Linked DNA regions of Mus musculus: regions 2, 3, 4, 5, 6 and 7 are each linked to region 1. Evidence: chromatin contacts called from public HiChIP or PLAC-seq, capture Hi-C and promoter capture Hi-C data. All regions are on one chromosome and are shown on one strand. Each heading gives the region's core, a stretch centred on a gene start, on an enhancer-like site or on the middle of the called end of the contact. The rest is flanking DNA. Distances are from core to core; before and after follow the strand shown.

Region 1 (4,013 bases), core at 802-3,301:
TCCCTTGCCTCTGCCTGCTGAGGGCTAGGATTGAAGGCCTGTGCCACCACTCCTGGCTATATGCTTTCTCTTGAAAAGTAGGACGCTGAAGAGAACAACCTGTACTTCTTTTCATTTTCATGTTACTGGATTGTCTCCAATAGGATGTTGCACTGACCAAAGATTCCATAAAAACCAGGATAGGCTTTAAAGAAAGGCTCTTAAAACAAACACACACGATAATATTTACTATTAGCACAAAGTAAAGTTACAATGTAATGCAGGAGTATAGTGGACATATTAATTCTTTCACTATTCACATATTGTCCTTACATTTCCCACTTGTTTGAGAAAGACCAATTTCTCCCGTTAGTTAGGTTAAATAACTTCTATTTAAATACAATGGTAAATTAGGTAACTTTTCTGTTTATCTTTTGAGAAAGAACCTGTAAAATTGGGTCTGATCATTAATGCAACCAATTGAAAGTTCGTTGCTCAAGTGTGTGTGTGTGTGTGTGTGTGTGTGTGTGTGTGTGTGTGCGCTGGCCAGTGAGCCCTAGGGAATAGCCTGTGCCCACATCCCCAGTGAGTCCCCATCGCCACCATTCTAACCCCACAACTCTTGACTTTTATGTGGAGGTTGAGAGATGATAAAGTCTTGCCAAGCATTTTTTTTTTTTTTTTTGGCAAGCACTTTCTAGAGTAAGCATTTCCTAGGCCTCCACTTGTTACTTTTTATTGAAATGAGGAATAAAAGACGTATGGGTTCTTTGTTCCTCTAAATTGGCTAAATACTCCAAGAAATCTTGTTTAAGATTTTTTTCAATCAAAATTTGAAAGAGAAATTTTTTTGGTGTAACTAGCATGTTTTTCATTCCAAAGGATTAAAATGAGAGAACATTTCAGCTAAAATCCTTATGTTTTTAAAGCAGTTAGTGGTTTATTAATAGGGCCTGAGTCTCTTGCATCTTTGATTCCCTTTGGACTCCTGGGTGTGAGTATTAAAGAGTGTCACATGAGCAGAGATCTACATGCATGAAAGCCTCATTAAATTTTTACTGGTAACGTGAGATGAGAAGGCTCTGTGCTGACCAGCTGTATTTTGAACTCAACTACAGACATTAATTATGTATACATGGAAAATTATTTAGAACAATTATAGGCTGTTAGACCTTTGCTTCCTGTTATAATTCTAGATAAATTAGAGCATGATTATAACCAATTATGTTGTTTCAGTTATCATTCCCAAGTGATCCAAGCCTTATTCTATGATCCCTGGTGGTAGACTGTTTCATAATTCTAGTAAGTTATGTGGTTTGCTCTTTATGAACTTCTGTGCACAGTACTAGGTAGAATAAAATGGAGACCCCTTTGAGGTGTCTTATAGGGCACTCTCTGAGTAGATCTAGCCAGTTGGGTTGCCTGGGTCAAAAGGACTGTTTCTTAAGCCAGGGACTGTTAACACTTTGGGAGCTGAAAGGGAATTAGAAGAAAAAAAGACACAACACGGGACTTCTCTTTTAATACAAAGGAATTATATGTTCTCATCTATCCTTCTAGAATTTGCTCGGATGATGGTGATGGGAAACCTTTTAAGAATCTCTTCTACTTTGAGAATTCAGACATTTACTCATTTTTCAGGCAGCATCTCTTGTAGCCCAGCTGGCTACGAACCGAGGATGACTCTCACCTTCTGATCCTTTCTCTGTGTTGGGATTACAGGAGTTAGCCACTGATCTGCAGAGAGAATTTCAAAGCCTTTGTAAGCAAAATTATAGCGACCGCTTTGATATTTACGTTCAGGTTACTTGACGTAAGTGGGAAAGAGAGAATGACGAAAACAAGATATATGCAATCTAGATGCTGAAGTGGACCACGATGTAAATTATTAGTTCTAAAGAACGCGGTCTGGAGGACCAAACGCCCCAGAGAAGACGGTGATGAAGACGGTGACAACGCACTCCCCGTCCTACAGCCCGCTCCGCTTTGGGAACCTGGCCTCCGCTGCGGCTGAGGGCGCCGGGTGATGACGTCACCGGGCCCCGGAGGCGATTGGCTCCCCGAGAGGGGCGTCGGCAATCAACGGGACCCAGAGCCCTCGCCGAAGTCCTCGCGATAGCCGCGGCCTCGGTGCGGGGATGGCCGCAGAGCCGGGTGGAGGTGCTCTGCGGCTCCGGGAGCCGGCTCTCGGGGCCGAGACATGGCCCGGGGCTCCGGCCAGCTAGGCGGGCCTCATCGGGACACCGTCACCATGCCCAAGAGAGGAAAGCGGCTCAAGTTCCGGGCCCACGACGCCTGCTCGGGCCGAGGTGGGCGAGGGGCGGGGCCGGGCTGGGCGGCCAAGGCGGGCTGGGCGGCCGGGGCGGGCGCGGCGGGACCCGGCGGGGAGCGGTGGCGGAGACTTTGCCTCGAGTCTGAGGAGGCCTTGGCGCTTTGCTCTGTTTCAGTGACCGTGGCGGACTATGCCAACTCGGATCCGGCGGTGGTGAGGTCTGGACGGGTCAAGAAAGCCGTGGCCAACGCTATTCAGCAGGAAGGTAGGCTTTCGTGGGTCTTTTTAGGCCCAAGCTTTTAAGAGACAGCATTGGGTGTTGTATTTACCTGGAATTGCGTCCCGGTGTTTTTTCTACTGACCTTTGGGTCATGAACGTGTTTGCTCTTCCCACTGTTTACTTTCTCGTTTCGTATCCTGGATGGGATGGGTGTGTGTAGCCAGGATCAGCAGGTTCCGGAGCCGAAATGGTTTTGTTTCCTCTTTGAGTTAAAACCAACTTTGTGACCAGCTGCGGTGGGCATTCCTTTAATCTCAGCATTGGGGAGGCAGAGACAGGTGGATCTCTGTGAGTTTAAGGCTAGCCTGGTTTACCTAGCAAGTGTGAGGTCCTGTCTCAGAAGAACCACCAAACCAAAACAAGAACAAAATCCCACACAACTTTTTGTACTCGTTAATTTCCACTGCCACTCCTTGATACCAGTCCCCCCCCCCTTTTTTTTTTTGGTAGTTTGTGCATATTTTACCATGCAGTTGACTTCCATTTCTTTGGCATATTGGGTTTTTTGTTTTTTTTTTTGTTATGTTTGTCTTGCTTTCAAGATTTTTGCAGATGGGACCAAGTGCGTTTCATTCTCTCCTTGTTTCCTCCTAGTAAAATCTCTTTGTGGCTTGGAAGCGTCCCAGGTTCCTGCCGAGGAGGCTCTTTCCGGGGTGGGTGAGCCATGTGACATCCTGGACAGCAGTGATGAGATGGATGCCCAGGAAGAAAGCACTCAGGAAAGATCAGTCTCCAGAAAAAAGAAGAGCAAGAGACATAAAGGTACGGGTTGCTTTCCTGAGCACTGAGCTCTGTCTGTGGTGATGGATGCTGTCGCTCTTCAATGTGAGGGGAGATCTACAAGGAACTAGTGATTGTCGGTGATAACCTTTTTTTTTTTTTTTTAAAGATTTATTTAGTCTGTGTGAGTACACCATTGCTGTCTTCAGACACACCAGAAGAGGTCATCAGATCCCATTACAGATGATTGTGAGCCACCATGTGGTTGCTGGGAATTGAACTCAGGACCTCTGGAAGAGCAATCAGTGCTCTTAATTGCTGAGCTTTCTCTCCAGCCCCATAACCTTCTTTTCCATGATACAAAAATTAACAGCAACATTAGTTACACTTTTTAAAATTCTGTTAGGGATGTATACATACATATTATATGTGTGTGCGTGTGTGTACACATTTTCCAGAAAATTTCCGACTTAACGTTTTAAGTTTTGTTTATTTACTTTTTTTTTTTTTTTTTGAGGAACTGAATATGAGTGTCTGCATGTATGTGTGTGCTTCACTTGTATGCCTGGCACCCTCAGGTCAGAAGGGGTCGTTAGATCTGTCACTGGAGCTGTGAGTTGGATGGTTGGATGGATGGTTGTGAACTCTGATTTGGGTTCTGAGACCCACCACACCCAGGTCTTTTGCAAGGGCAACAACTTCTAAACCATCTTGGCTTTTCAAGACAATATTCTCTTCTCTTCGCTTCTTTTCTTTCCTTCT
Region 2 (4,013 bases), core at 917-3,416, 950 kb before region 1:
AACTCACGTCAGCAGACTGCAAGCATCTTTACTCACTGAGCCATTTAGCCAGACTGTGTTGGATTTTTTCTTTTTTTCCTTCCTTCCTCCCTCCCTCCCTCCCTCCCTCCCTCCCTCCCTCCCTCCCTCCCTCCCTCCCTCCTTCCCTCCCTTCCTTCCTTTCCTCTTCCCTCCCTCTTTCTCTCTCTTTTTTCTATTTTCTTTTTTTTTCTTTTGCCCAGGATGGCCTGGACCATGCTCTGTAAGTGGGGATGAGTTTGAACGTGAGATCCTCGTCTCCCCATCTCTGCTGGGATTACAGGTGTGTACCGCACCCAGCTTCAGTTCAAAATTTTAGAGACATTTTGTTGCTAGTCTGTAGCTAGAAACATTTTGTTGCTATTCTGTAGCTCTATGGCTGGTTGACTCTTATTTCCAAAAATCTGAGCGGGGCAGTGGTGGTGCACGCCTTTAATCCCAGCACTTGGGAGGCAGAGGCAGGCAGATTTTTGAGTTCAAGGCCAGACTGGTCTACAGAGTAAGTTCCAGGACAGCAAGGGCTACACAGAGAAACCCTGTCTCGAAACACCCCCCCACCCAAAAAAAAGTCTGGAAAATATGTCATTTGTCACTGCAGTCTATTACTTATTACATTGGCTTTCCTATTAAATAAGTACCTATATTTAAAAAAATAATTAAAACATGAGTATTTTGTCTGAATTATCTGTGTATCATAAGTGGGCCTGGTGTCTGCAGAGGCCAGCAGAGGGTGTTAGATCCCCTGAAACTGGAGTAACAGACAATTGTGAGTTGCCATTTGTGCTGGGAATTGAACCCCAGTCCTCTAGAACAGTCAGGCTCTTGATTGCTATGCCATCTGTCTAGCCTCAAATATCTAGCTTTGTTTTGTTGTTGTTGTTGTTTTTTTTTTTGAGACAGGGTTTCTCTGTGTAGCCTTGGCTGTCCTGGAACTCACTCTGTAGACCAGGCTGGCCTCGAACTCAGAAATTTGCCTGCCTCTGCCTCCCAAGTGCTGGGAATAAAGGCGTCCGCCACCACGCCCGGCGTTGTTGTTGTTTTAAGGTGGAATGGAACAAGAACTCCCTTTATAGCTGGCAGTGACTGTGTTTTCCTGATAAGGCTGGTGAAACTTCATACTTTTAGCTTTTTCTTCTTTAACAAGGGAAGTCTGGAGTATCTCAGGATGGCTTTGAACTCTAAATGCAACTGAGGATATAACACTGAACTTCAATATGTGCCACCATAACCGTGTGTGTGTGTGTGTGTGTGTGTGTGTGTGTGTGTGTGTGTGTGTGTATGATGCTGGGGATCTGACTTACCAACTTAAGTATGACTATAGCCCTATTTTCAGTCTCTTTTCTCTGGGCTAAACATATCTCATGCTTTCTGGGTTATCCTTTGTGGGGAGGCATGGAAGAGGATCTGGCACCAACGACCCCCAAAATCAATGGTCTCAAATTGGCCATGGCTCCTGAAATGGTCCAATTGTCTCTATAAGATGAACACTTATTTTCGGGCTGCTAAATTGGCTCAGTGGGTAAAGTACTCGCTGTCAGCCCTGACAATTCCAGTTCTGTAGACTCTCCTTAGACCTCCATGCACCCACCAGATCCCGTACATACATCAATTAATAAAAATAATCTTTATTTTAAAAGTTATCTATTACATTCCAGACATTATGACTATATAGATCTGCTCTAAAAGAGCTACATATATTTATTAAAGATTCACTGTTCACGGCAAATTAAGTAGCACTATTAATAAATACCTGACAGCAAAAGCACTTTTTAAAAAATAGCGGCTGGATAGTGGTGACACACACCTTTAATCCAGCACTCGGGAGGCACAGGCTGGCTGATCTGAGTTTGAAGCCAGACTGGGCTACATAAGCGAGTTCCAGGGCAGAGAAACTCTGTCTCGAAAAAAAGGGCAATCAATGTTTATCCCAGGCCACGGGGCTGATCTGAACTCTGTCACTCAGTACTCCGAACCCCCGAACCTCCACGCCCTGGCCGGGGAGCCTCCACGCTCCGGGTCTACAAGGAGTCCGATTGCCATTGGCTGCGGCAGGAAGAGATGCTCCAATCCCCGTCCAGTAGCACGCCTCCGCCTGGGATCACTTCCGTCGCGGGGATCAATTTCCGCCCAGCGTGCCGTAGACTCTCGCGCGGGTTGGAGCCAAGATGGAGGAATACGCGAGAGAGCCGTGGTGAGTTGCCGCCGCCGCCCTTGTCCCTTAATTACCTCCTCCATCCGCCGTGGTCGGAGTCTGAGGTGCAAGCGGAGCTCCGCGCGGCTCGGCGCCGAGATCTGGGCAGCTGTGGGTAGTGTGGATGAGCGTGACAAAGGTGGCTTTTTAGCGCAGTGTGCCAGGACCCCAGCACCCCTGTGACCTTGTGGTGCATTGGGAGGAGGTCCGGTGCTGGGCTTGGTGGAGCTTTGGAACCTCCTCCCTATGGCAGGTGCTGTCGACTTTGTGCGGGGACAATAATGATCCCTTCTGCCTGCTGAGGCGACCTTGAACACGTCCCTAAGCCTCGCTCTGCTCAGTTTCTGCCTCGACGAAGGGAATGTAGATCTCCGAGTGCCATACCCGAGGCCTTATGCCTATGAGGACTAAGTGTCCCCACGATGAAGCATTTCAAATGAGTAGACCACAAATTTCACCCAACATCCAAGGGGGCTGGATGAGCTCCTTGTAGGCTGAAGCGGCCTTTCCTATGTGGAATTCCCGAAGAAAAAAGATATATCAGTATGTGGAAAATAGGAAGAGATGAGCTGCGTGTGTTCTCTGAAAAGCCATGAATAGACATAAATTCATTAAGTGTTTATTAAGTAAGGGCTGTATGCTTGGCTCAAGGTGTAAACAAGAGTAAATCAGGCATAGCTGTTTGCAGTAAATTAATGTAATAGCTGTCGAGTCTCAACAGTTGTTTGAATAAAGCCTCAGGTGTCACAAGCTAATAGATCTTGGTATTCTGGGTTTTTGTTTGTAATGAGCGTCAGGGTATTATCCTCAAATAGTGTGTCTGCCCAGGATTTTAAATTATTATTTGGTGGCACTCCCAAAAGTATGCTTCAGCCTTCTGTCCTCAGAGGAGGTTATCTCCATGTGTTGGGGTTGGATATGCAGGGTTTAGCTGGACTGTATAAATTGGTACTAGATGCCGTATAATGACACAGATTAGCAGGAGGGGTAATTTTGATACATTTGAGTTTTCCCCAGGTCAGGTGGCACAGGCCTCATGAGGTAGAAGCAGGAGAGCCAGCAAGTTTAAGGACAGCCTGGGCTCCATAGCAAGTTCTAGGGCAGCTGGGGTTAGACCTTGTGTCAGACATATTTTCATCAGAGTGCACTGTGCATGCTGGTAATCTCAGCACTTAGGTTCTAGGCTAGCCCAGGATACATAGCAAGGCCATGTCTTGATGTTTGATAAGTTACTGGACATTCCTTTTTTTTCTTGGTGTGTTCTGAGGCCAGCGCTGTCTGAAACAGTAGATGGTTTAATCATTGTCATAATACTTCTTTGTTGCTTTCTCGGAGTGCTTTAGGATCTATAAATAGAGTGGACAGAGTTTGCGGGGGGTTGGAGTACCAACTTTTGTGCTTAAGTTGGCTGTTCTAGTTATTTATTCCATCTGGGGCAGGCTACTTAACTTCTGTGTGAGCCTTCGTTCATTTGTAAAATACAGAGGAGATAGTCCCAGTCTTTTTATCAAGTTAGAAGATTATGAATTCTAAAGGGAAATTAGTCATTATTTAGATTCTAGTGAGCAATAATGGCAAGTTTAAAAGCATACTGTTGCCGGGCGGTGGTGGCGCACGCCTTTAATCCCAGCACTTGGGAGGCAGAGGCAGGCGGATTTCTGAGTTCAAGGCCAGCCTGGTCTACAGAGTGAGTTCCAGGACAACAGGACTACACAGAGAAACCCTGTCTCAAAAAAAAAAAAAAAAAAAAAACCCAAAATAAATAAATAAATAAAATATACTACTGTTATAGTGATGGACCAGG
Region 3 (4,013 bases), core at 808-3,307, 940 kb after region 1:
TCCAAACTCATAGAGATCTACCTGCCTCTGCTTCCTGAGGCTGGGGTTAAAGGAGAGTAACTGCACACCCAGTTCAAACTCCATTCTTGTCTGTCTCCATCTGCTGTAGCTAATGGCAGGGACAGGGAGGGGCCCACAGAGAAGTGCACCACTGAAGCTGACCAGGGGCCAGAGGGAAACCACAAGATATGGGTGCACAGACATGCTGTCTGGGAGGAGAGAAAGAAGGTGGCCCTTGGATAATTCTTTCCTGGCTTCTGAAATGATCCCACCCAGTCTCCCTAAAACCATACCCTCAACAGTTACCATTGGCCTTTCCCATCTGCTTTCCCACACTCTAGCCCTACCTTGGCTCAGGTCTTCATCCTTCCTTCTGAAGCTCCTCATTGGCCAACCTCTGTACCTCAGCTACACTGATTGCACCAGAGCCCTGCTTAGAACCCCTTTCTTTGTAAAGAGCTAACTGATAAACACGAATGTATTATGGGCCTCCTCTTTGCCAAGTCCCATCTAGACACATAGGATCTAACCATGAACAAGAGGCACATCCCTCCCTGTCCCAAAGAGTTTACCATCTCAATGTCACAGTGTAGACAGGCAAATGACCTGTGGGGTTCTCAGAGCCCATGGATGGAGCTCCTGGCCATGATTTGATCCTCAAAGATTGCCTGAGAAGCTGGTACCAGACAGAGACCCAAAAGACAGAAGACTATGGAAGAGTTGTCACCCAGGCAGGGAAGCAGGGACTGATGAAATGCATGCATCCTGTGGAAGCTTCCTGCTTGGCCACCACTCGAGAGGGAGAGGGTCATACAGTCCCACAATGGGCGTTCCTTCAACCAGCCCTGCTCCCACAGGTCTTCAAGACGTACTTCAAACTGTGGCCTTTCTAAGGAGACTCTGATCCAAGTCCCCATAGCTTAGCATCCTTGGTAGACCCTATGGCTCTAGCACTTTGTAGAATTAGAGTCTTCACAACATGGGAATCCAGAAAGGGCTGCCACTGTGTCATTCATCTTGGTGATCCCTGGCATCTGCTTGGGTCAGGTTTGGTGTAGACATTTAATAGATGGGCCGAATGAGGAGAAACCCTTCTTCAAACAAACCTTCCTCCTAAACGGGGCAGGAAGAAAGGAAGGACTTGTTGGAGAAATTCTAAAAAGGACAGGGCTAGGGAGTGGCTAGACATTAGGAAGCTGTCAGAGATCTGATCGCATCAAAGCAGGTCTCTCCTTGCCCTCAGGTTGGTTTCAAATTGAGATCCTCCTGCCTCAGCTTCCCAGGTATTATAGGCATGAGCCACTCCCAGCTCCAAGGGCAGTTCTCAAGGAGCATGCCTTTAATCCTAGCACCCTGGAGGCAGAGCCAAGCAGGTTTCTGTGAGTTCGAGGCCAGTCTGATTTACCAGTGAGAAAAATAAAGTTCAATCTCGGGTCTCTGGAGGAGGCTGTGAACTGGACTTGTTAAAAGGAATGAAAATTCCCCATAGTAACTCTCAAACCTGGGTCGAGGGGACTAGGCAGAATTCACCTTCCTCCCCCTATTTTCTCTATCCAGTGGGTCACTACATCTCCACAGGTCTCACTCTGGAGAACCTCTGCTGTCCCCTTCCCAGCACAGGTCTCCAGCTGTTGAGGCCTGGCTGGACCAGCTGCTGGGAGGAGGAGGAGGAGGAGGAGGAGGAGGAGGAGGAGGAGGAGGAGGAGGAGGAGGAGGAGGAGGAGGAGGAGGAGGAGGAAGCTCTGTCCCTCCCTCCTCCATCTCCACACCCTCCCTCCTCCCCCGCCCGCTCGCGCCCTCCCTCCCTCCCTCCCTCTTTCTCCTCGGAGGCTGTCGGAGTGGCTTTCGCAGAAGCGAGCGGCGAGCGCCCTGCTCCAGTCCCGCCTGGGAACTGAAGTGTACGAGCGCGGCTCCTGGAAGCCGAGCTCCGGAGCGGCCGGCGGAGGTCGAAGGCCGAGGCGGCGCGCTCAGCTTCGGAGGCCCTGGCTTTGGACCCAGCGGGCTCGGAGCTGCGCGGAGGAGCAGAGCGCACTGCCCGCCGGCCTGGCGGGCGCAGCGGCCGCGAGTCCGGGAGCCGGACTGCGGAAGGGAACACGGCGGCGGCCAGCCGGGGGCAGAGGGCAGAGTGCCGAGCGGCCTGGCTCGGAGGAGGGCGCCGCCCGACCCGTCCTCAGCTCGGCGACCGTGGCCAGCGGAGCCCGGCGGGCCGCGGGTCCTGAGCGCTTCCAGCCCACGGCGGGGGGCGTGCCTCCGCCCGGCCGCGCCGCCCCGGCCCGCTGCCCGCCGCGTTGCCGGGGCATGTGAGCGGGAAGGCCAGGCTGCTGGCTGCCGGGACGCACTGAGCAGAAGCCGGAGCGCGGAGTTGCGACCCCGGGCCCGCGCCCGACCGATTAGTAAGTGCGCCCCTTCGCGCCGCGCGCCCCATCACCCCAGCCTCGCGAAGTTTGACACGCGCGCCCCCGCGTTCCTAGGGACACGCTGGCTCTCTGCCGCGCGACTTTCCATCTTGGGCAAAGTTTTTGCCAGGCGGAGCCGATCCTACCAGACCCCTCACAACGCCGGCCGGTGGCGCCGCGCTGATCCCGCGTCCTTTTGGAGGGCAGTGGCTACAGGCCGTTGGGGGTGGCGTGCGCGCGCCACGCGAGCCGGGCTTCGGGGGTCCTCTACCCGCCCGCCCTTTGCGACCCGCCGGCCTTAGGTCTTTCGCCCCAGCCTGACCAACGCTCCCAGTTTAAGCACTCCCAGCCTGAGCTTAGATGTCCCCGTGCGAGCCCCACGTGGGGCTCGGGTACCCGCAACGCGGAGCTCCGGTCCCGGGGTGCATTGGGCAGCCGGGGTTCAGCGCGCGCCCTTCCCACGGCTCCGGTTCATTCCCCGCGGACCAGCCGGGCGCCGCCTCCCATTTTTTCAGCCCTTGCTGCTCTTCACTCCAGCCTGCCCCTTGCCACCCCTGCGTCCCACGGTGGAGTGTCGGAGAAGCGCCTTTCAGCCCCTTTCACTGTAGAAATAAATTGATCACAGGACTGATGGGATGGGGGTGGGGGGTGGTCGCGTAGTCCCAGCGGTTCGCCATTGTTTTCCCATCCCACGTTCGGTACGTAAACACACACTCACGCGAGTGTGTGTGTGTGTGCGTGCGTGTGTTTGCACGCGCCAGCTGCGGCTGCTCAGATTCCCCAGGAGCTCTAGGGTCGCCCGCGGGATCTCCCCGCAACCAACCTACATGTCCTGGCAGGAGGTGCCTCATTACTTGAAGCTGGGGGGGGAAAGGCACGGAGAGTGGGAGCTGTCCCAGAGTCCTTGGCGAGGCCGGGGGTCCGGCTTGGGCTGGACGTGAATTTTGAACTTCAGCCTTGGATCATTCCGGGAGGACCCCGGGCGCTTGAGCGGTGGCTCTAGCCTGGGAGGGTCCCCAGCAGCTGGCGCTCTTGGCAGCATCTCCGTGACAAGAGCTTAGAGGAAACTGAGGAGTTTTCCTGGGAAGTTTGCTTTAGCTCTGTGGGAATTTCCGGGCCCGGCGCCTTAGCGCTGGCGCTGGCAGAGGGGTCTGACCTAAGGCAGTCAGTCAGTGATGCTGCCACTCCGAGCAAGGTTCCCAGAGACCCTGTTTCCAACTTCTTGATGCGGTAGGAAGTCCCTCACTGTGTGCTAGATTCAACACACTTGGGTCTTGTTCTTGACCGAGATGGGTCGCTTGATCCTGGCGATGTCCAAACATCGCCTGTACTTTCTCAGTTTAAAAAAAGGGCGGATCTGTGCTTCTATCTTTGAAGCTGGTGTATGTTGATGGTTTGAAGGATGCTGGTTTGGAAGGCCTGTACCACGGAACGCCAGATAGCCTTGTAGTTAGAACCAGGAAGCTAAGCTGGAGTTGTACAGTAGTGCAGCCGCTGGTGGTGCCACCGAAGGCAATTTGACCCACCTCCCTTGCTCAGGTTACTTATCTGTATAGTGAGGTTAAATTCTGACAGTGGCCACCTCGTGGGGGTGGTCTTAAGGATGAAAAGTCTAAA
Region 4 (4,013 bases), core at 1,127-3,626, 780 kb before region 1:
CGAGAGCAAAGGCAGTGGTGGGCATGGGCACAGAGCCCAGGGGTTCCCAATCCTTTTGTAACTGTAGGGGGAGCGGCAGAATGTCTGTCAGGGCTCTGGTGGGTCTGAGAAGGCTGGAGTTACCCAGCTGCTGGAATTCCCTGCAGCACCCTAGGTGGTGGTTTTACCTATTAGGGTCTCTTGAGAGAAAAGAAATTCAGCTTGTCCATTTAGTGGTAAATTTAGTATCAAAAAGGAGAAGGGGAGTGGGGGAAGGAATGTTGAATACCAAACAAAACTGGTTTGTCTTTGTCTGTTTTTGTTTGTTTTTTTAATTTCTGAAACAAAGTCTCTCTCTATCCCAGGCTGCTCTCAGACTAGGGATCCTGCCTCAGCATCCAGACTGCTGCGTTTACAGGCATGCTCCATCATGCTTAGTTTCAAGGAACCTCTTGACTCTGGCAGGAGAATTTGAGAACTTGGCTTCTGTCCCTGACCTGTCAGAGCCTTCCATTCTTTAAGAAGATGCTGGTCTTAAAGAGTAGGCCCAGGCCAGGAAGTTGAACCCACCTAGGTGTCTCTGCATCCCTATACTAACACGCCGCTGAGAAAGACATCCCTAGGGACTGGAAGTGGTGTCTTGGCAGAGTCCAAACAGCTAGTTTCTCCTTTTGAGAAATACAAAAACATCTCCCAGACCCAAATGCCCCAAACCAAGCCACCTAGGTCTGAAGAGACAGGTGGGAATCCGGGTGTTGGTTTCCTGCTCTGACAGCCTAAGAGGCAAGTCAACACCAAGCCTAACCAGGGTGTTTGGTCCTAGGGACACAGCATGGCAGTCAGGAAGCAAATGTGTGTTAGTTCAGAAAAACATGTCCCAAACATCAGCAGAGGCCCGTGGAATAAGAAGGGTCACTGAGTAGGGGAAGGTCCAGAGGTCAATGGCGGAGCATATTTAGGGAAGAGAGAGCGCCCATGCTATGATCACCTTTAAGTCCCTCTGAAGGCTCCCCTTGCAGGGATATTGAGCCCTATGGGGCTTCAGGGTCGGGCAACAATACAATACAGGCAAGTGGTGGTACCGAAGCTGGTGGTCTCACATCTTTGCGGACCTGCACATCAGCATCTTTAGCCTATATCTGGCGAATTCACAGTCCTTGGAAAACCCATCTTTGGGAACGGGCCTAGGTTCTGGGGGGGGGGGGGGAACTATGTCCCCGTCCCAAGCCTTACTTGGTCCCATAAGCCCAGTCTTGCCTAGCTTGGAAATACAGGCTGCAGCCATTACTGCAGCTCAGCTCACGCCCAGGGAGCTCATCTTCCTCTTTTTTAAAGAGAAAATTTAACTCCTTCTTCACCACTCCTCTGGCACAGACATACAACTGCAATCACCCCCCTCTCTCCTCCGCCTCCCCCAGTGCTGAGTCTCCAAAGCTGCTCTCTCCCCTGTCCCCAGGTGGATGGCGCCCCTCCAGCTCATCCTCTCGGGTCCTCGGTACCTACTCTTGCAACTTCTGAGCCAAGTGGAGTCTCCCAACTCCCTTTATGGTGCCATGCTTTCGGGACCCCAACGCTAAGGCAGGCCCGGGACAGGTTCCGGGGAGGAGTCTGGACTAGAGCCAGGACCTCAGCTGACTCCTCTGCCTCTAGGGATACCTTCCCCCCGCCCCAAAGGGCCGCGGCTTCCGCGTCCAGCAAGGGTAGGCAGAGCCCTCGGGGTGGGGCTGGGCTGCTAGGGCACCCTGGCAACACGCTCCGGCCGCGCGTCCCGTGACCCTCCACGCGCGGAGCGGGATTGTCCGGGCACTTTCGCCCCGTCATGCCTCTTTGCGCCCGCCTCGGGGGCCTGTCAGCCTGCGGCGGGTTCCCGGTGCGTGGAGACATCTCCGTGCCGCCAGCTCCGGAACGCAAGCTCGGTTCCCCTGGTCCTCGCTACCCCGCCCCCAGCCCTGCCATCCTAGCCCAGGCCAGAGAACGGGTGGCACGCCAGTCGGTCCCCCAAGAACCGTGCTAGGCCCTAAGTGCCCGGAGCCGGCTCCTCCCTGCCCGGAACCCGGCGGTGCCGGGCCACGCCAGGCGCCGACCCCAGCTGCCTAGGGCGCGGCGCCGGCGACACATCTGCCCGCATACCGCGATCACGTTGACGAAGGTGGTCTTGCCCGAGTACTGCAGCCCCACCAGCGTGAGCTCCATTTCCTCCTTCCAGAACAGGGCCTTGAACCAGTCCAGCAGCTTGTTGAACAAAGCGATCATGGTCGCTGCCACCGGCCGCGCCCGGTGCCGGGTCCCCGCCGCCTTCGGTGCCCTCGCGCTGCGGCCCGGAGCGGCCCCTCCCCGGTGCGGCCGGGTCCCGCGGCTCGGTGCGGGCGGAGGCTGGAGCGCGGCGGCCGACGACGCGCTGCCCGAGGATCCGCTCGCCGATGGGTGTGGCCACGGCGCCTCCACCTCCTCCTCCGCCGCCGCCGCCCTCCCGCGGGCCGGGCCGCGTCCTGCTCGCACCCGAGCGCGCTCCAGTCTCGCGCGCGGCCTAGGCCAGCGCCCGCGGGCGGGGCGGCGGGGACCCGCGGCGGCCGGGAGGAGCGTGATGGCGCGCTTGCGGAGAAAGCTGTAATTTTATTTTTTCTGCTGCCCTCGTTTGCCCCGCCCTGACTGCACCGCTTTCTGGCTTGAACGGTGGTCGGTCCTGGGCGGGTGGTGTCCCGATTAAGCTAGGGTATTTCCAGGCCGAAGAACCGTGACATGAAGATCTCCAAGAAACGGTTTTGTTCCCTGAACCTTTGCCTCTGAGCATCTCTGGGTACCGAATTCCATCCCCCGAAATGCCATAGAGAGTAACAGCCGGATTTAGAGCCCTTAATACTCCATCTTGTTTTGTTAACCACAGTTTGCCAGGCTACTTGTCTGGGAAGCCCAAAGTGAGATCGACATTTGAACTTGATGCTTGTCTTCACTATAAAGAGACGGGCAAAATCAGGGCAAGGGATTCCCTGTGAGGAACGGCGGTAGCAAAGGAAAAAATGTATGCTATTTTGATACAAAGTTTTTGATAGTGGGTGGTGGAGAGTCTGCCAAGAAGTCCCCATCCTCCCTTGCAGGAGATAACAGCTCAGTCAACCGGCTGTGCCTTCCTGGTCTCAGGATTCCTAGGCAGCTGGGCTCTCTTTGGGGGTCGGTTTTCACCTGGAGGCTGTGATGAACTGTTAACATCAACTGTATGGATTAAACCTATTAAAGAACCAGACAGCCCTCAACATCTGGATCAGCCTATTCTGATTTACTAACATCTGTCTAATAAGTTCTTCTCTTCCTCCGTAGGTACATGCTATAGTCTGACATGTTTAAATTAAAGTTTAAGTTATCATACAAAGTAATAGATTTTCATTGCTTTACATTTCTGTGTCTTTCCCCCAGATTCATATATTGAAATCCCACTCCTCAAAGTGATGACCATATAAGGCGACTAGGTTATGAGGGGGGAGGCCTCCTAGCTAAGATTAGTGCCCTTATATAAGGAGAGAACAACAGAGGTGCCCAGAGCCTATACTCCTCCCATCTTGAGGCTACAAAGAGAAGGCTGTAATCTATTAGCCAAAAAGTGACTCCTAACCAGACCCTGAATCTACCCGTACCATGACAGATCACTTTCCCATTTTTCAAGCCATGAGCAACAACTTTCTGTTGTTTATAAGTTGTGGGGTGTGGGGTGCTTTGTTACAGCACCCTGAACAAGGTAGTGCCTCTGTGTCTCCCTTCCATTGATTACAGTTTTGTTACCATGTCCTTAGAAGTACTGGAAAAGAGTGTATCTTAGGGGTGAAGATCTAGTAGCCTGTTTCTGCTCCCGAGAGCCTTACTCTGTTGCTAGAGAGAGCCCCAGAGGCTTAAAATGATGGAAAGAAGAATTGGGTGGGCATCCAAGAGGTTATTTATTTATTTATTATGCTTTTCCAGAGCCTGTGCCCTCTAGAACAGGGTTGGGGTGACTGTATAGGGAGGGAGCCCATAGGGCTGTACAATTGCTCCCTTGCACCCTT
Region 5 (4,013 bases), core at 771-3,270, 750 kb after region 1:
AAAATGCATAAGCAAGTGGTGAGGTGTCTTTGCATTTCAGATGGAGTGGGTCTCTGTGGGTTCTCTCCACTCTGCCTTTGTGGGCAGTAAATGCTTTTTCTCATGTTTGGAGTGTAATAGATTCTCTTTAAAGAAATAATTTTCCCATGTAAAAAAATGTAAGTCTCTTTTTGTAGCTTAAAAATAGCTTTCAGCCAGGTGTGGTGGCACATGCCTTTCGTCTCAGCACTCTGGAGGAAGAGGCAGGTGGATCTTTGTGAGTTCAGACCAGCCTGGTCTGCATAGCAAGTTCCAGGACTGCCATGACTACAGAATGAGACCCTGTCTTAAAAAAAAAAAAAAAAAAAGCTTTCATCGTAATACTTTTATAGATTGGCGCTCGTGTTATTCTCATCTGAAGAAGACCTTAGGTAAGCAAATTTAGATTCTGTTATTTGACCTAAGTGGTATCTCCTAAAGTGCCAGCCAGTCCCCTTAGATGCCATCCAAAATCCTTTCAAGGCTCAGCTTCCTTGTTAGAAAGAGAATATTTAAATAAATGTTAAATATTAAATATTTTAAAATATTAGATAGACTTTGAACCAGGCCACAAGCCCTGTCCTAACAGAAAACTGAGTAGGCTTGCCTACTACTAACATAGGCATGGTTACTAACTAACATAGGCATGGTTACTAACTAACATAGGCATGGTTAATCAGGTTAATCAGTCCCTTTTCTTGCTACTTGTGTTGTGGGGTGGGGGACGAGGCTTTAACACACACACACACACACACACACACACACACACACACACACACATCCAGATAGCTCCTGACTTACAATTCTTCATCCTAAAGATGGTGTGAAAGCAATATGAATTCTGTAAAAAAAAAAAAATCAGACTTTGCATTTTAAATTTTGATCATTTCCCTGGTAAGCAGCTCTAGGTACTTTCTGGTGAGGTGGGGGGCAGCTGCAGCTTCAAGAAAGGCTGCTATGTTGTGTTGCTAAGCGATGGCATTGAGTAGACTAGGCATATACATTTTCAACAATTTTCTGTGTGCATGTGGAGGCCAAAGGATGTCATCAAGTGTCCTTCTGAGTCACTCTTCACCCTACCTTCTGAGACAGGGTCTCTCATTGAACCTAGGACTTGGCGATTAAGTTAGACTAGTTGGCCATCCAGCCCAGGCACCCTCCTTCCTGTCTCTGGAATTACAGGCATGTAATTTTGTGTAGGTGCTGGTTGACAGACCTCATGTCCCACCTACCGAATCATCTCCCCTGGGCCCAAGGTATCTGCATTAAATGCATTTTTTTTTAACTTACATTTCTAACTTACCTTAAGTTTATCAGGTTGTATACCATGTAGGTTGTTTTGTTTTGAAACAAGGCCTCATGTAGCTTAGATCTGGAACGTACTACTTAGCTTAAGGTCATACTCACCTTGCGCCTTCCACAAGCTGAGATTACAGATGTGTTCTAGGAGCACCTGTGCACTACTACCTCCCTGAATCTTCACCTCCTGTCCCCTTGCGGGACGGAGATGCTGAGGCCTAATGACTTAATTATCACCGGTCACACAACTGAGAGAGATCTGAGTCCAACAAGCCGATTTCAATACCTCCAAGCTAGTTAGATTGCCATCTTCAGTTGCCACTGCAACAGTTAACTCTGCATAAAGGTGATGAGGGTTGAATCTGTTATTGAACAAGCCACAACTCCACCACTGCTTCGGGCATGACCATCTAGACTAGCTCTGGGGCCCAAAACAAATAAGGGGAGTCTGCAGATGGTTCTGGACAAGATGCCGCCTCTAAATTCCAGAGCAGCTCTCAGAAGAGCACCTAGGCAGAGGCAAGCCTCTCAGCCTACCTCCAGGTGGCGCTGTAGGACCGACCTCGACTTCAAAGAGCGGTTGAGTCGGAAGGCCGCCGGCGGAGTCTATCAGCATAGAGAAAAAGCGGCTCCTGGCCTAGAGAGGCGTTCCCCAGGACCGGCCCGCGTCGCCGACGACCACTGCACTTCCGTTTCCGGGTCTTGCTTCCGGAAGTCGCTTTCCGAGGCGGCCTTCCTACTCGTGTGGTCTTTGTGACTTCCACCATGGCGTACCGCGGCCAGGGCCAAAAGGTGCAGAAGGTGATGGTGCAGCCCATCGTATCCTACGCTGCGTGAACTCGGGGCTTTGGGGGCCGTAGGCGCCGTGAGCGTGGGCGGGGAGCCGGGCAGCCCGCTGCGGGCCGCTTCCCGTGAGGCCCTGGGGCGAACGGGGAGGCAGGAAAGCGCGCGGAGTTGAAGGGCGGCGGGAGGCGGGAGGCGGAAGGCGGGCTCCGGGTGGACCCGGCCAGGCTGGCGATCCGCGATGAAAGCGGGGGATACCGAGGAGGAGAGGAGGATGTGGGCCATCGGGAAGGTTGGAGAAACGAGGGCGGTGGGGAGGGAGCGCATGCTCCCGGCGGTCGTTTGTGCTTGCGGATGTAGCCCGGCCGGACCTTGGGGCGCTGGAGAGTCCGGCGCGGTTGGGAGCGGAGGCTCCGCTGTTTGTGTAGTTCTTTTCCTTGATCGCCGTGCTGCAGAACCTTATCTTCAGATACTTGCAAAATGTACGTAAGTTGTTTCCTTACTGTTACTGAAATGAAAGTTGGGCCTGTTTGACTCTTTGTAACAAATTCTCTGTTTCTAGTGCTTAGACTAAAAAATTGGGGGGGGGGGAGAACCAGAGTTGAGGATAAGGTCACAGGGAAAGCGCTAATTATTAATATGTCCGTGCTGACTTAAGGATGCACACAGTTACCATTATTCTGTAAGAACAATGTAATTATATTTACTATTAAAATTACTCTGTAAGAACGATTTGTCATCGGATTTAGCAGTGACAGTTGCATAGTGCTTTTTCCATAGTTGGACTTAGAATGGAGAAAAGACACCAAAGCGGGGTTTGGGGGAGTGGGGGCGTTATATACAGAGAAGCGAGTGGCAAATGCTCTTCTTTGAGGAGATTTTAGCGATGTTTATTTTAGAGTGTTACAACACAGATGAAAAATCGTTTTAAGCCATTGTAATTTTTAATCGCCAGATTCGCTTTGTACTATCCTGTGAACAGTTCTAACTGTAAGTGTATTCATGCCAGAAGCAAAAATAAATTTTCAGAGTAGGAAAATTAGTTTGGACAGGCCTGCCCGAGCACTTATTAAATGTTTCTCAGCAGGTTAACCAGTGTTGCTAGCTCTTAGATGAAGACTAACTAGTTCTAGTTTTTGGCTTATATTTATTGGAATTTTTAAGATAAGTCGTTTATTGTGGAAACAAAGTAATGGAGTGGGATTTGTTTACATTTCTAAAGTCATTATTTTTATTTCAGAGATCTCGAATTCAGGTGTGGCTGTATGAACAAGTGAATATGCGGATAGAAGGTTGTATTATTGTGAGTACCCAGGCTATTTTTCCTCAAGTTGTTATTAAAAAAGACATCTCAGAAGATGGCCAGTAAGAACAATATACAAGGCGTCAAGGACCCAACCCAAAGAAAGCTCTTCAGAGCTGGAGTTATTTATTTAGCCTTTTCTCCTTGCTCTGGTTAATAGGGTTAGATAATACTTCTCTTAAGAGGAAGGGAAGGGAGAGGTTAGGCGGTGGTGGCGCACGCCTTTAGTCCCAGCACTCGGGAGGCAGAGGCAGGCGGATTTCTGAGTTTGAGGCCAGGCTGGTCTACAGAGTGAGTTCCAGGACAGCCAGAGCTACACAGAGAAACCCTGTCTTGAAAAACCAAAAAAAAAAAAAAAAAGGAAGGGAGAGTTAAGACTTTTAAGAAGAGCTTCGTTTGTGAGGAGAGGGAACAAAAACAAAATGAGAGGGGGGCGGGGAGTGATAAAGGACTTGCATTCTGGATTAGATCATGCCAGAATAGAGCTGGTGGGGGTGAGACTTATGGTTTGTTAGGCTTCTATCGTGATGGTGTTGGGGATCAAAGTACCTGCTCTACCACACAGCTACCATGGCAATAAGTTTTTGTTGTTATTTTAGATTTATTTGTC
Region 6 (4,013 bases), core at 530-3,029, 740 kb before region 1:
ACACAAGACAAGTGTACTTAAAAAAAAAGTGGGGCTTTCTACTAGCGAGGAGCTTTCCCAAAGTGAGAATGGGTTCTTGTGACCCCCTAGGACTGAACATTAATGTTTTCTTCAGTACTGCATTTCTCAGGAGTCCAAGGGTTGGCCCCAGAGTGACTCTCCATCCTGTGGGCAGGCTGGACACTCAGCTCTGAGTTGCCCAAGCCCACTTCAGAAGGCTGCTCCAGAGGTGGAAAGGGGCCCAAGTGTGATTTTCCAGCTTTGGCTGGGGACTTGGAGCAGCATGAATGGTGTGTGTGTGTGTGTGTGTGTGTGTGTGTGTGTGTGTGTGTGTATGAGGGGTTAGAGCCAAGGTGAAGGCAAGGGGTAAGCGAGAGTAAATACAGAGGGGGCTTCTGCTTGCAGGTCTGTGTGGCTGTGGAGGGACCTTCTTACAGGCTCATCTTGTAGTTCTATCACAGCTGCGGCTGGAGCCCTGGAAGCACAGCACAGTTCTTTTGGCTTCTTGGTCTGACTATGCAGCTTCCCCTCTGCGGGCCCTGCGGCGTCCGCAAAGATAGAGAGGGGTTGATGAAGTGTTTGGGATATAGAAGTAAAAGGTGGAGGGTATCTTGGCTACCTCCGTGTGGTCCTCATGGACCATGGGGATCAAACTGCTCCCAACTTGGTCTAGTTCCATCCTGGGGCTTGGCTCAGGGAAAGATCTGGAGACCAGAGAAAGCAAAAGGACACGTGAAGGAAGCACTGCTAGCCCAGGCTGGCCTAAGAAGAGAGCTGAGTCTTGACTCCAGTTTTAGCCACTATTGCCCTTGCTCTCCAAGGTCCTGGGATTATAGATGGATTATAGATGGAATCGGGCCCTTAAGGTGCTTGAGCTGCATCTGTAGTACTGGGCCTCCAGGTGGCGCCAATCAGCCGACTCGCTGGCAAGCTCTGGCAACCAGCTGTGCGGAGGGCAGCCCCTCTGCTGTCCTGGGTCCCGAGATCAAGGTTCAGGGTGATCTCTAGACCTTAGATCTTATAGTCTACATGAGTTCATTTCCATGCCCTGTGCATCAGGTGGAATCTACGCCAGTTGCTTGGTGTTGAGGAGTGGCTCCTCAATGAGGGGGCCCCTCCTCATTCCTACTACCAACCTGCGACCACGTCCTTCCTCCTTGAGACCTTCTTCCTTCCCTGGTCGGAATGGGTGTAAAGGAGTGATCTGGGCACTAGTTCTGAGGCTGTCCCCAACTGCCGTGTGACCTTGAACATCTCTTTCTCTCGGGTCTCTTTTCCCATCAGCCTAAAATCTGGTAGTGGGGCTCAAGTCTGTGGAACTCTCTTTTGTTGTTGTTTTTTTGTTTTGTTTTGTTTTTTGTTTGTTTGTTTCTCCCCTGATGGTCTCTGGTCCCTTGAGACCCTGTGGCTGTTCCCAAAGTCAAAAAGAATTCGACCCCATAGGCCCAGCTCTGGGGCACCCTTTCTAAACAAGTGCAGGTCTCTGATGTGCTGGCCCTTCCTAGCTTTCTTTGGGTTTCTTTGCTTTCTTCACCGCCCCTCTCCTACCCCACGCCCCCGATGAAATTCCTGCCAGCTGGGAAGGAAGGAGGGAAGGGGAGCGAGCCACAGCGTAGAAAGTTTCCTTGACTCCTCCTCCCAGCCCCCCCACCCCACCCCCGTGTCTCCCTCCCTCGCCAAGCCCAGCCTGTGAAACTGAATAACGAAGATCACTCAACAATGCCTGCCCCTCTCTGACTGCACCGTCCCGCCGCCGCTGCCGCCGCCGCGCCCAAGCCAAGTCGAGCGGGGGCGTTGCCCACCGACGGCGCAGCCCTCGGGCCCGCCCGGGACCAGGAGGTGAGCCGCGCGCGCACAACTCCGTGCGCTCGCCCGTCTGAGCGCCCGCCAGGTGCCCCGCAGCCCGCCGCCGAGATGCACAGCCCGCCTGGGCTCCTGGCGCTGTGGCTTTGCGCTGTGCTGTGCGCATCGGCGCGCGCGGGCAGCGACCCCCAGCCTGGCCCGGGGCGTCCCGCCTGCCCGGCTCCCTGCCACTGCCAGGAGGACGGCATCATGCTGTCCGCTGACTGCTCCGAGCTCGGGCTCTCAGTGGTGCCTGCGGACCTGGACCCCCTGACGGCTTACCTGTGAGTACTCACCTGCTGGTACCTGTTATTCGTAATGGCCGCCTGCCCCGCAAACACTCGTTTGGTGCCCTTGGACATGCGCATCCCCAAGAGGGCTCTTCCTTTTCCAAGAGTGAAGGACTGGGAAGCTAGTCTTAGAACTTGGGAAACTGAGGCAAGAAATGAGCCTAGGCCTCCCTGCTACCTTTCCCAGGTGTTTCTCCCCCACCCCTATGGGCTTAATGTGGGACCTGGTGAAGTGCAGTGTGAACGCCAAGCAAGAAAGTGGTGTGTGTGTGTGTGTGTGTGTGTGTGTGTGTGTGTGTGTGTGTGACAGTATATTCTTTTGCTGTCCTCCTCAGAAGAACACTGCCCAGGATTGATGAAGGCAAAAGTTAGTGCTCTGTTAGGAGGTGAGGGAAGTTTGCCCTGGTAGGGATGAAATGGGTTCTTCCACCACAGCAGGAAGCGGCACTGCCCCACTGAGGCAGGGGGCTTTGGTGAAGGGTCCACGCAGCTCTCCTCTCCTTAGTTAGGGACTCTGCCAGTACCATCTTCTTGTGTGGAGGTCTCCTACCCCCTCCCCAGGCCTCCCTGAAGTCTTGTCCCAGGAGGCTGTGTTAGAGACACTAATTTGTGGGCAGGCTTCAAGACTGAAAACCAGAGAACCATTTTTAGAGTCTGAGTTGGGGTGAGGTGGTGCACGAAGGGGACCCTATTGGGGGTAGCCGGCTCAGAATCGGGAGAGCCGGAAGCTGTAGCTGATCACTACCTGGGCAGGAGTGGGTGGGAGCATAGCCCGGACCTCTTGGCCCTGACCCCTGCTGCAGGGAGAGGAAACCCCCTGGCCTCCCCTGCTATCCCTTAGAAGAAGGAGAGAAGGTGGGAAGATCTGGGTAGAAAGTCTGGCCAGAGCTCCCTCAGGCCTGAGAGAGGCTCTCTCGGCTTTGGGATCCTAGAATTGAGGATCGCTGAGGAAGAGGCAGCCGGGCTTGTTCCCAGAGGCTCGGCAATAGAGCTGGTGGGGCCAGGGTGCGATGAGAGGGTGGTGTCCTGGTAAAAGTGGGGGATCCTGAACTAGTGCCCCTTGTGGGGCTCCTTCCATATCGCGATTACCTCCCCGCCCCCATATCCTTCTTCACTCCAAAAGAAACAGTTGTGGGAACAGAAACACCCATATTCCAGAAGGACAAACCAAGTCCTGTACAGCCCCTAGGGGTGATGGGAGAGGTGGGCACAGGTATTCACAGCAGAGCTGTGAGGGTGCCCAGCACCAAGCAGAGAGCAGCAGGTCTGGGCCCACCGCCATCACACCCCAGAAATTCCATTTCTAGCAGTTTAATACATTAGGGGTCTATGACACTGTTTCTTTGGAAGACAGGGAAGATGGCTAAAAAGACTTTAGAAATAACTTCTATTCAGCCTTCCAGGACAGCAGAAAAGAGGCCTCTTGCCTGTGTTAAAGGAACAGAGAGGACACAGGACCTTTCAGAGGGTGGCAGGTCAGGCCACATTTCTCAGCAACCAAAATTTTCTAGAGTAATCTGTGGACTTTTTTTTTTTTTTTTTTCCTGGCAGGGCTTGGGAATAAGGATAGAGTTTCACTTTGGGGATCCAAGTATTCCACGTTCCATGGTGACAACAGTTCCGTGACACTTTGACCCAGTGCCCTCTGATATGCGGGGTATCTTTGGGTTAGAAGAGGTGAAGGTTTCTGAGCTCTTCCTGAGTCTTTGTGGGTGTCAAGGAAGCCTTTGAGTTTCCGAGGGTAGGAGAAGGGAGTCACGGGTGTGGGTCCTGGGTGATCCGGAGATTTTTTTCAGCAATATACACAGCGTTGCAGAGAGCTGGAAAGACCCATCCTCCTGCCTGGGCTGTGCAGGGGTCCCAGTGGGGGGTGGAGGAGGG
Region 7 (4,013 bases), core at 596-3,095, 700 kb after region 1:
TTCTGAATTCAAGGCCAACCTGGTCTACAAAGTGACTTCCAGGACAGCCAGGGCCACACAGAGAAACCCTGTCTTGAAGAAAACAAAAACAAAAACAAAACAAAAAAAAGATTGTTGTCTGATGGGTGTTCCTGTCACAGTATACTTTTAAATGTCAGAGGACAACTTTATGGGTTTTGGGGATGGAATTGAGGCATACATGGAAAGTGCTTTACATACTGCACGATCTTGTAACTTTCTTATCAAACATGGATTATTTTTCTAACACACGTTGTTTTAAGAAAACAAACAAATGGGCTGGAGAGAAGGCTCAGTGGTTAAGAGCACTGACTGCTCTTCCAGAGGTCCTGAGTTCAATTCCCAGCAACCACATGGTGGCTCACAACCATCTGTAATAGGATCTGATGCCCTCTTCTGGTGTGTCTGAAGACAGCTTCAGTGTACTCATATAAAATAAATAAACCTTAAAAAAGAAAGAAAGAAAAAAAGAAAGAAAGAAGGAAGGAGAGAAAGAAAGAAGGAAGGAAGGAGAGAAAGAAAGAAAGAAAGAAAGAAAGAAAGAAAGAAAGAAAGGAAGAAAGAAAGAAAGAAAGAAAGACAGACAAAACTAGCCAGGCATGGTAGCAGATGCCTGTGGCACTAGCACTCAAGGAGAGGAAGAATTGCTAAAGATTGGAGGCTAGCCTGGTCTACAGAGCAAGTTCCAGGTTAGGAGTTCATAGTATATCTGTCTCAAAAGCCAAAACAAACAAACAGATAAATGTGATTAAGTAAAGGAAAGCATCCAGAGCAGAACTTCTGCTATGGAAGTCCTTCAACTTTGCAAGAGAAAAGTAGTTTTTGTTTTTGTTTTTGTTTTTGTTTTTGTTTTGTTTTGTGATACAGGACTCTCTAAATAGTCCTGGCTGTTTTGGAACTCACTATATAGATCTGGGTGTTCTCAAACTCACAGAGACTTGCTTGCCTCTGCTTCTTAAGTGCTGCCACAACAGGTCAGTTAGTTCGGAGCTAATTTTTAATTAAATGTCTATCAGGTTTGGAAGGCTCATTATACACACTCTGGTTAACATAAATTGAATGTTTGGTATCTGGTAGACAGGTTTCTTGCTTCTCTCCTTGATTTTACAACAAAACAAAACTTTCGTGAAGAATAATTTTCTGATAGGCATCCGGGTCCACAGAAAGAAATTCCGGTCCCCGTGCCTCCGTGACACGTGACCCTATGACCCAAGAAGCCATTTTAAGGCTGGCCTCATAGAGGAAACTACAACTCCCAGAATGCCTGCGCTTTGCGTCGTGCTGGCACTTTCACTGGCCCAGCCTTAAAGGCGAGCCTGTAGCCGGGCGCCATCTTTGACGCTGGCAGTCCTGGGTTTCTGCTTGTTCGGCTGCTGTGAGGACGGCGGGCGACCGCAGCTAAGAAAAGAGAAAGACGTGGCAGCACGCGGGAGTCGGAGACATTGTCATCGGTTCGGTAAAGTTTCTGTTCTCTGGTAACTAGACCCATTTTTTGATTCCCGGGTGACTTGGGGCCTGGGAGGGAGAAGAGGGCGAGGGGAGTGGCAGCGGCCTCCCCTCGCCCGACTTTCGGCCTAGCCCGGGAAGTCTGAACCGGGCCCATCAGCACGGCAGCTACCCGGACTCCCGCCGGCGGCCCCGGCCTGCTGGGCTCCTAGGCAGACTTCAGCTCACTTTCCCACCCTCCCTGCCCCCACCCGCTCCGCCCCACCCCCACGGCGCCTGCTCCCTTACTTACCAACCTCTTCCCCCTCCCCCCACATCCGGTGTTCCCGAACCGGGATTCCCGGGTAGCCCCGGAAAAGCGACTGTTTCGGACCCCCGGAGGGGGAACTGACACTAGGTTGCTCTCTTCCGGGAATCAGTTTCTTTAGTTAGCTGGCCCTCCCTCCCGAGATCAGATCAAGTGCCTGGACCCGACTTTACCTCCTCGCCTTCCTCTCTAGGGTCCCACTACTTTGGAGGTTTTCTAATATTCCACATACAGAGTCGAATTCTGGTATCCTATTCCCATTCCCTACCCTGATTACTCTCCCGCCCAAGCCTTCATCCTCGAAGTCAAGAGCTACAGGGACTCTTCGTTCTTGTAGGATTGGTGAGATCGTACGAAGAACACCCCTTAGACGCCCATAATCGGTGCGGATCCCCATGGGGAAGGCTCGTTTTGTTGACATCTACCAGGCTTTGGTTCTGAACCCAGAGAAGGCGGCTGTGCAGCTAGTGGTAGCCATGCTTTCGTAGGGTAAACGTGTTGGTATTGAGGGGAGGGGAGGGGGCCCACGGAAAAGGAATGGAAGTGGTTTAAAGCTTATTTTAGTTTGGCTGCTCATAGAATGTCAATTTATGAGTTATTTACAGGTTGTATGTAATGTTGCTTCAGTCTAAAAATATGAACTCTTGATAGAAACCGTAAATGAAGAATATAGCTTGTTACCTTGTTTTGAAATTTTATTTCCAGTTAATTTTTCTTCAGCCACCTATAGTTTTCAAAATATCAGAACAGAAAGGGCACAGCTAGCGCTTACTGCTAATGCCTAGTATGTGGAATCTGATTTAGCTGGCCGGAATTGACTTTTTAGGTTGTATTGGCAAGTCAGTCTTAAATGATGACTGTTGAGTGGTGCACTAAGCTTAAGTGAAATTTCCTGAAAATATTCCCGAAGTTAAGGGAAAGCCAGTGTTGTTGTCGTGTGGATTCACTAAAAGTACATATTTTAAGAACTGAAGGCATTTCCAGCAGATGAAGTTCTTGATTCGGCAGCAAGAACGTGAACCTGCAATTTGGAAGACTTAACCTTTAGCTGCTCCAGATCCCATGACGGTGGGAAAATGGGCCTCGGTTCTCTTTTCTATAACATAAGGACACTGGACGATTTGAATTTGAAAGTTACAAGAACTCCTAAAGCCCTGCAAGACAGAGTTTGGGAATGTTCTCCATTGCTGTCATTTTTCCTCCAAAAATAACCTGGCTTGGAAATCATCAGTTGAAAGGGAATTTGACTCCCCATAGAAACTGGAGGAAAGGTAATACAAGTGGAGAGGGTCAGCTGTATTTCTGCCAGAGTAATAAACCCACTGAGAGGTTCTGGTCCGCATTGTGGAGACATAAAGAGAATGAGTGTATGTACTCTAAGTGTACCAGTTTCCTCAATCTCTCCTGGCAGAAGATGCAGTACTTTTGGTGATGCTGGGATTCTGGGGTGCGTTTCCATTAATTCAAACACAGACGAAGACGATGTGGTAGAGGGAAAGATGGTGGCAGAAGGAGCGAATAAAGAGACAAAATTGCCTGCTAAAAAGAAAAGAAAGAAGGGTTTGCGAATTAAGGGGAAAAGACGCCGAAAAAAATTGATTCTTGCCAAAAAGTTTAGTAAGGATTTGGGGTCTGGGAGACCTGTTGCTGATGCCCCTGCTTCGTTAGCTTCCGGTGCCCCTGAGCAAGATGAAGAAAGTCTTTTTGAGGGCAACATAGAAAAGCAAATCTATCTGCCTAGTACCAGAGCCAAAACCTCCATTGTGTGGCACTTCTTTCATGTTGACCCCCAATATACCTGGAGAGCAATTTGTAACCTGTGTGAAAAAAGTGTCAGCAGGGGTAAGCCAGGCAGCCATCTTGGTACATCTACTCTTCAAAGACATCTTCAGGCAAGGCATTCTCCTCACTGGACCAGGGCCAACAAGTTTGGAGTCACTAATGGGGAGGAGGACTTTACCTTGGATTTATCGTTGTCTCCTCCTTCTCCTGGAAGCAATGGAAGCTTTGAGTATATTCCTACTGATTCTGTAGATGAAAACAGAATGGGTAAGAAGCGCGATAAGTCAGCATCTGATGCCCTGAGGGCAAAAAGAGGGCGCTTTCTCATCAAAAGCAACATTGTCAAGCATGCCTTAATTCCAGGAACGAGAGCCAAGACATCTGCAGTTTGGAATTTTTTTTATACTGACCCTCAGCACATCTCAAGAGCTGTGTGTAACATATGTAAAAGAAGTGTGAG

The links. Promoter capture Hi-C pulls out the DNA fragments that hold promoters and counts their contacts. HiChIP or PLAC-seq counts read pairs in DNA pulled down with a chosen protein or histone mark. Capture Hi-C pulls out chosen DNA fragments and counts their contacts.
Region 2: an H3K27ac HiChIP or PLAC-seq map of embryonic stem cells shows a contact between it and region 1, with 4 times the contacts expected there. The contact joins the promoter of Timm17a here to the promoter of Tmem183a in region 1. A contact is called at or near these places in 1 of 39 promoter capture datasets (liver) and 2 of 115 datasets of contacts at active chromatin or transcription factors (bone marrow-derived macrophages and embryonic stem cells).
Region 3: a contact with region 1 is called in a promoter capture Hi-C map of liver, with 2.5 times the contacts expected there. The contact joins the promoter of Sox13 here to the promoter of Tmem183a in region 1. A contact is called at or near these places in 2 of 39 promoter capture datasets (both in liver) and 1 of 115 datasets of contacts at active chromatin or transcription factors (pancreatic cancer cells).
Region 4: a capture Hi-C map of embryonic stem cells shows a contact between it and region 1, with 3 times the contacts expected there. The contact joins the promoter of Arl8a here to the promoter of Tmem183a in region 1. A contact is called at or near these places in 2 of 484 Hi-C or Micro-C datasets (erythroblasts and neutrophils), 2 of 115 datasets of contacts at active chromatin or transcription factors (embryonic stem cells and stem cell-derived neural progenitor cells) and 2 of 9 other capture datasets (embryonic stem cells and liver).
Region 5: a contact with region 1 is called in a promoter capture Hi-C map of adipose tissue, with 6 times the contacts expected there. The contact joins the promoter of Snrpe here to the promoter of Tmem183a in region 1. A contact is called at or near these places in 4 of 39 promoter capture datasets (hippocampal neurons, liver, neutrophils and 1 more), 1 of 115 datasets of contacts at active chromatin or transcription factors (astrocytes) and 1 of 9 other capture datasets (adipose tissue).
Region 6: a FOXA1 HiChIP or PLAC-seq map of pancreatic cancer cells shows a contact between it and region 1. The contact joins the promoter of Lgr6 here to the promoter of Tmem183a in region 1. A contact is called at or near these places in 6 of 39 promoter capture datasets (the HPC-7 cell line, HPC-7-derived erythroid cells, cranial neural crest and 3 more), 1 of 484 Hi-C or Micro-C datasets (the G1E-ER4 cell line), 2 of 115 datasets of contacts at active chromatin or transcription factors (embryonic stem cells and pancreatic cancer cells) and 1 of 9 other capture datasets (embryonic stem cells).
Region 7: a contact with region 1 is called in a promoter capture Hi-C map of pre-B cells, with 2.5 times the contacts expected there. The contact joins the promoter of Zbed6 here to the promoter of Tmem183a in region 1. A contact is called at or near these places in 6 of 39 promoter capture datasets (3T3-L1-derived adipocytes, the C10 cell line, HPC-7-derived erythroid cells and 2 more) and 1 of 115 datasets of contacts at active chromatin or transcription factors (effector CD8 T cells).

What each region holds. Positions count from the first base shown.
Region 1 is chr1:134,360,037-134,364,049 of GRCm38.p6, reverse strand. It overlaps Tmem183a (transmembrane protein 183A), which reads left to right and starts at 2,051. Exons shown (of 8, transcript NM_020588.2): 1 at 2,051-2,288; 2 at 2,427-2,516; 3 at 3,126-3,293. The coding sequence starts at 2,180.
Region 2 is chr1:135,311,890-135,315,902 of GRCm38.p6, reverse strand. It overlaps Timm17a (translocase of inner mitochondrial membrane 17a), which reads left to right and starts at 2,166. Exons shown (of 6, transcript NM_011590.2): 1 at 2,166-2,209. The coding sequence starts at 2,184.
Region 3 is chr1:133,422,256-133,426,268 of GRCm38.p6, reverse strand. It overlaps Sox13 (SRY (sex determining region Y)-box 13), which reads left to right and starts at 2,057. Exons shown (of 14, transcript NM_011439.2): 1 at 2,057-2,393.
Region 4 is chr1:135,145,197-135,149,209 of GRCm38.p6, reverse strand. It overlaps Arl8a (ADP-ribosylation factor-like 8A), which reads right to left and starts at 2,376. Exons shown (of 7, transcript NM_026823.2): 1 at 2,110-2,376. The coding sequence starts at 2,232. Ptpn7 (protein tyrosine phosphatase, non-receptor type 7) reads right to left here. Exons shown (of 10, transcript NM_177081.4): 10 at 3,884-4,013.
Region 5 is chr1:133,608,287-133,612,299 of GRCm38.p6, reverse strand. Snrpe (small nuclear ribonucleoprotein E) reads left to right here and starts at 2,020. Exons shown (of 5, transcript NM_009227.3): 1 at 2,020-2,136; 2 at 2,556-2,582; 3 at 3,341-3,403. The coding sequence starts at 2,083.
Region 6 is chr1:135,103,042-135,107,054 of GRCm38.p6, reverse strand. It overlaps Lgr6 (leucine-rich repeat-containing G protein-coupled receptor 6), which reads left to right and starts at 1,779. Exons shown (of 18, transcript NM_001033409.3): 1 at 1,779-2,126. The coding sequence starts at 1,915.
Region 7 is chr1:133,658,717-133,662,729 of GRCm38.p6, reverse strand. It overlaps Zbed6 (zinc finger, BED type containing 6), which reads left to right and starts at 1,845. Exons shown (of 1, transcript NM_001166552.1): 1 at 1,845-4,013. The coding sequence starts at 3,133. It overlaps Zc3h11a (zinc finger CCCH type containing 11A), which reads left to right and starts at 1,331. Exons shown (of 18, transcript NM_001276767.1): 1 at 1,331-1,493.